Regions from separate parts of the Mus musculus genome. Here region 1 is linked to region 2. The links are chromatin contacts, called in public HiChIP or PLAC-seq maps. All regions are on one chromosome and are shown on one strand. The core of a region is the stretch at or near the end of the contact, and the rest is flanking DNA. Distances in the headings are between cores, read along the strand shown.

The links. HiChIP or PLAC-seq counts read pairs in DNA pulled down with a chosen protein or histone mark.
Region 1: an H3K27ac HiChIP or PLAC-seq map of neural progenitor cells shows a contact between it and region 2, with 26 times the contacts expected there. The contact joins two enhancer-like sites. A contact is called at or near these places in 3 of 484 Hi-C or Micro-C datasets (astrocytes, cerebral cortex and forebrain) and 7 of 115 datasets of contacts at active chromatin or transcription factors (the NIH/3T3 cell line, astrocytes, embryonic basal ganglia and 3 more).

Annotation. Positions count from the first base shown.
Region 1 is chr13:102,572,256-102,574,955 of GRCm38.p6, reverse strand. All of the region lies in intron 1 of Gm29927 (a long non-coding RNA gene), which reads left to right. Among named protein-coding and RNA genes, the nearest start is that of Gm29927, 19 kb to the left of the region's middle. Within about 2 kb of position 1,430, at least 145 of the 459 cell types and tissues checked have an H3K27ac peak or open chromatin away from gene starts, as enhancers often do. A contact at or near this core is called in cerebral cortex, forebrain, neural progenitor cells and 2 more, where this site is marked.
Region 2 is chr13:101,810,735-101,813,608 of GRCm38.p6, reverse strand. No RefSeq gene overlaps it. Among named protein-coding and RNA genes, the nearest start is that of Pik3r1, 44 kb to the right of the region's middle. Within about 2 kb of position 1,463, at least 107 of the 459 cell types and tissues checked have an H3K27ac peak or open chromatin away from gene starts, as enhancers often do. A contact at or near this core is called in cerebral cortex, forebrain, neural progenitor cells and 2 more, where this site is marked.

The DNA.
Region 1 (2,700 bases), core at 181-2,680, 760 kb before region 2:
AGATGCTCACAGCCATCCATTGGACTGAGAACAGGGTCCCCAATGAAGGAGCTAGAGAAAGGACCCAAGAAGTTGAAGGGGTTTATAGCTTCATAAGAGGAACAACAATTTGAACTAATCAGTACCCCCAGAGCTCCCTGGGACTAAACCACCAACCAAAGAGTACACATGGTAGGACTCATGGCTCCAGCTGCATATGTAGCAGAGGATGGCCTACTCGGTCATCAATGCTAGGAGAGCCTCTTGGTTCTGTGAAGGCTCTATGCCCCAGTATAGGGGAATGCCAGGGCCAGGAAGTGGGAATGGGTGGGTTGGTGAGCAGGGGGAGGGAAGAGGGGATAAGGGGGGATTTTGGAGGGAGACCAGGAAGGGGGACAACATTTGAAATGTAAATAAAGAAAATATCTAATAAAAAAGATTGAAAAGGACAATACAAGTAGATTTGGCCAATGGATTTTGAGCAAAATGACATGTGTCACTCTTAAAAGTTGTATTATTTTATGTCAGCGAGAGACCCTGCAGAGCTGTCCCTTCTCTCTTGAGAATATGTAAAATGGGGATTTGACTCTTATAAACAGAGCCATTCTATCAACAGATGATAAGAAATAAGAATTGCTTGGTTACTATGGTTTTAGAGTTGTTATTACAGTGAAATTTAGCCAATTTGGGCAATTTATCTTAATGTGTCTGCTTCCTTCTCCTTATATTGTTTGAGGTAAAATACAGACTTGAGAGCATTTAAGAGCTGAGTTCTTGGCTTTTTTTTTTTTTTTTTAGAATATTCCTGGGAATTCCTTGTCCAGTTCATGGTCTCATGGGCATCATTAGTATAGCCCCAAACCTACATGCATGTTAAGACAAAATATGTTCAACCTCTTGAGCCTATGTCAGCAGGTGTGCCAACATTGCTTGTAAGCCTCCAACGAGTCCAAATATGTGACTCAGAAGCAAGGGTTAACTCGCTCACAAGAAAAGGCTTTCTGCATGCTTTGTTTCCATCTTCTTCTAGAACATGGCCTCAATGGCTGACCTACTGACTCCCCCTTCCCTGGCAAGCCGTGCACTAGCGGACTGCCCACCAACCAGGCAATTGAGTTGTTGCGGCCTGGCCATCCTGTCAGGGTGCTCTGGGCTTTGGAGCAGAGCACTGTGATCAGCAGACTTTTAGCACAAGGCTTCGTTTATTCAGAGCCCACTGTTGGCAGTGCAGTGAACTGCTCTTTTGTGAGACTTAGGGGGTCACAATTGGTTTTCTGTTCCCTGATGGACATAATAAAGAGGCAGGGTGGCCTCTTTCCCCTTGTCCAGGACAAGGAGTTGGGAGCTCTGCCTTCTGCCTTCAGCTCCCCCACTAAGGGACTTTCCCCAGCCACCTTGCCAAGCCTCTGTGACTCAGCCACTTTCTTTGGGAATTGAGGATGATCTGATTTATTCAAGAGCTGTGAGGCATGCTTGAAAAGGCCGTTGAAAACTGCAGCTTGTGTAGAATGGCTGGCCATCTTCTATGGTTTGGAAACTGGCACAGAGGTTGGGGAATTTCCCTTTCTTGTGTGGAGGTCTGTGGTTTTCTGTGCAGAAAAGTAGGGCTGGCCTGGTGTAACATTCCCCTGATCCCTCCTACTTCCTCTTGGGACCTGTGCCCTGTGATCAGAGCCTGTGCCCTTTGTCAGAAGGCTGTCAGAAGCCATATGCCCCACCATGCTAAGCTGCTGCTTCTCCTAGCTTTCAGAAAAAGTCACTTCTAATTTTAAGAATTAGAGCAATGTTTTAGACAGAAGGAAACGCAGTATGTGAAACGTTACACAGAGAAACAGTTACCCTTGAACACAACAGAGGACATAGAAGCACAAACAAGCCAGTTCCCACACAGAACTTTAAAGGATCAGCTCTAATGGGCTAGAGGGACACACAGCCACTAACTGCTTGGTTGTTGTCTTTCTAGCAGGGATCTGCCACAGTAGAACTAAAGCTACATAGTTGCTCTAAGGAATAGAGTTGATAACTAAAGAAAGGAAGGAAAACAGAAAGAACCTCTTAATAGTCTGTAATAGTGAGACAATCACCCAACTAATGACCTGTAATATTCAAGTAAATTCTGGCTTCTCATTAACCGGGGGTTGCATCTGCTGTGCAGTCTCAGTTAAAGAGAAAACAAAGTCTTTAGCTGAATAAGCAGGAAGTTATTACCTTCCATAGGTACCCTGGAGTCCAACGATAAATAAAATTACTACTATATAAAATTATTGGAATGTTACATTAAGTAAATGGAAAGTAATGTTGCATATGATATATTTACTGAAGATATTTTGTACATAGCAAAAAAAACTTTATAAAAGCTATTTAGATATTTTAAAATGTGCCCAGAGTGAGGCACAGTGAAATTCATGATAATATTTGAAACCCATAGGGTTTTATAATATAATTTACAATTAGAAAGGAAACAAGACAAGTCATAATAAGGTCCCAGTGTGTGTCTATGGGTAGAGGCATAGCACTCTGCTTTCTTTTCTTCCCATCAGCAGGCACAGCGACCTGTATGTAGCAAGTGTTGAACTTTCATCAGTGGTGGTTTAGTTGAGTTATATCCAATCCATCAGGAACAGGCTTTCTGCCAATGAATCTATGTAGATGTAATGACTAGGAAATATACAATCATTTCTGTCCTTGGCTTTACACCCCATGGCCTGATCCAGCTTCTTT
Region 2 (2,874 bases), core at 214-2,713:
TTCAGCATTTAACCTGAAGAACTGACTGAGAGTCTCCACTATTGGTGTGTGGTCAGTACTGTCAGAGGAGCAGAGACTTAGAAGTGCTGCCTAAAAAGTTTCCTTCTCTTTTTTTTTCCCCCCTTCCCACCTCTGTCTCCATGGAGATGAGGTCAGAGGCCACAGGGAGCTCGCAGAGAGCCAGCAGCTGAGAATGAGAAGGCTCACTTAGAGAGCTCAGCTGAAAGCTATAAACTCCTTTACAAAGACCAGCTGAGTCTGTTGGCCTCCGCATCTGAGGTGCTTTTTACACTGATAAATAGGGGACTTTTTGTTTTTCTCTTTTGGGGTGTAACGGGGGCGAGGGGTGGGGGGAGAGAAGAGGTACAGCTGAGTAAAAATCAGGTTTGTCTTTACAATTAAGCTTAGTCTGTCAATTAATGGAGGAAATAATGTGTAAATACAGAAAAATCCCTTAAGAGGTGGATTTCATTTACTTAATACCTTTAAATAATAGTGTGCGTGAAAAACTAAACAGTGATCGCTCGTGTAAACCTCTGTTCTTTCAAGCTGGCTGTTTGCATACTTGAAGAAAAAAAATATATGAGCATCTTCATTGCATACTGCCAATTGTGAATGATTTTACCTGATGGAACATCGTGTCAATGCAATTCAAAATTACTGGGAAAAACAAACCTGAAGGTATAGGCAGTTGTTCTCGCCCCATGAAGAAGTTCCACAAGTTAAGGTATAGTTTACGGTCGCCCTTGTCTTTCTTGAACTGTGGCCACTGTGTCTGAGTTCTCTCCTGACCATTACAGGAAAGGACAGGGGGACTCTGAAGAGGGAGAGAGGAAGGGAAGCCAGTAAGTAATTTACTTTCTATGGCTTGCAATGAGTCACCACTTAATATGTCAAAAGGCTTTATCATTTTTATTTATTGTGTCATTTTTCACATAAACAGCTAGACATTTATTAAAACAATATAAAATGTAAATTTAGGTTTGAGAAACCCCAAGCGAGTCCTTATGAAAAGAAGATGTAAAGCAGCCCAGGTTTCCCTTTTGAATATGCTTTTTTTTTTTTTTTTTTTTTTTTTTTTTTTGCCACACATCTTTAAAGCTCACAGCTTATAAAGTCATCGTTATTCTCAAGGAGGTTTGCAAAACTCTCATCGTGTCTCTAACATTAAACAAGCCAGTTGTTAGCTTTAGCCTTCAGTCACACAAGCACTCCGAATCTTCTAGAAAGTTGTTTCAGCGAACATCAGAACCACAGTCTCTCTAGCTGCCGTGAGATCTCTCTTTCCCCTGATCTTCTGTCTTGGTACCCCCTCCAAATCCCCGCCAGCCTCGCCCCTCACCCTTTCTTTCTCCCGTCTGTGCTGAGCCTTCTCTGTCCTGGGCTGAGCCCTCTCTGTCCTGGGCTGAGCCCTCCTTTTATCCCACTTCCCTCTGCTCTCAGAAGTGAAACAGAACATCGTGTTCCCAAGCTGCCCAGCACACATGCCTCAGGATGCTGCCAAGTTCACAGCTGACCAATTGGCCTACTTTAGAGGGCTTGCATTTAGAAGATTTACAACCTTTATTCCCACTGCCCATCCTCAACCCTCATCCCCGTAAGCGCAATAAAGACTGTGTCAAATGTACTGATAAATCAAGAGCTCTTTGGTTTCGTTGCAACAAAATGGGCAGGCAGTTCTCTTCCGTGGCTTGCAGCCCTGCGGTTCACTCCCGAGGAAATGGAAAACATTGGCTGGTGTGGTTCACAGAGACGTTTGGAAGCAGCTGCCTCTGAATTCGGAACTCATTTCTAAAGAAATATACTGATGAAATGAGATGGTTTTCAATCAGGGCAAGGGGCTATCCATCTTTTAATTTCTTTCCAAAAAACAGGCTCAGGCAAACTGGCCTTCTTCCCATTTAGAAGACGGGGTTGGGCCTGCCTTTTCCACCGAGGTCGGGATAGGCAGCTTTGGTAGACGTTAAGTACTTTGAGCACCCTTGTTTGGCTTTTCAGTAAAGACCAGTAAGAATGAGAATTTAATAGAGTTGTTTTGCTTTGGTTCGGTTTTGGTTTTTGTGTTTCTAAGCAGATAAAGGAATTGTTTTCTCTTGGAGCCGGTGATTTCTTATTTATTATCTATCTGGTACAGTTCATTAAAATCTATTTTCTCTTGAGGGCAGACCCAGGTTTTCATAAAGCTGGTAAAACATGGCACCTTTGTTATGAGCAAGGATATTAAATTAGGCTCAAGAGCGAATGTCTATTTTAAAATAAATAAGAAAGTCACAACTTCTTACAAATAATAGAAGGCACCCAGAAGATGATACAAATAGTAATATAAATATAATAATATAAATAATTGGCATTAAGTAATAGCCAATGGTTTATTACAGTTTAACCGTTCAGCTCACTTATAAATTTGTTGTAATACTTTCTCATCTGTCCCTTCATGGCACGACCTGTAGAATGCTGTTTCATGTAGAGAGATGATTTCTGCCTTTCTTTCGGCAGAGTAGATGGAGTTTTTACATTTTATTTGATTTATGTATTTATTTGGTTATTGGTGGATTAGAAAAGGTCCTTTGCCTTCAGAACTCACTAGTCATGGCGCAGCTGAAACGTCTCCCGGGAGCTCCAGGGTGCTTCTTTGGAAAAGTCCCTTTGATCTCTCCGGGCAGAGCTCCAGACACCCTTTGGCCATAGCTTCAGTGACTGGCTTGGTCTTGTTGGGTGACCTCCGTGGGAGAACAGGGCACAAAACACTTGTGGCAGAACCTGGGTCTGGAGGCCCTTGGCAGAGTGGTGCCCATCTCACTCCAAGCCTTCTTTGATGGTGCCAAAGTTGGATTCCAGACTCTTGGGCAGGCACAACGTGGTAGAGGGAAGCAA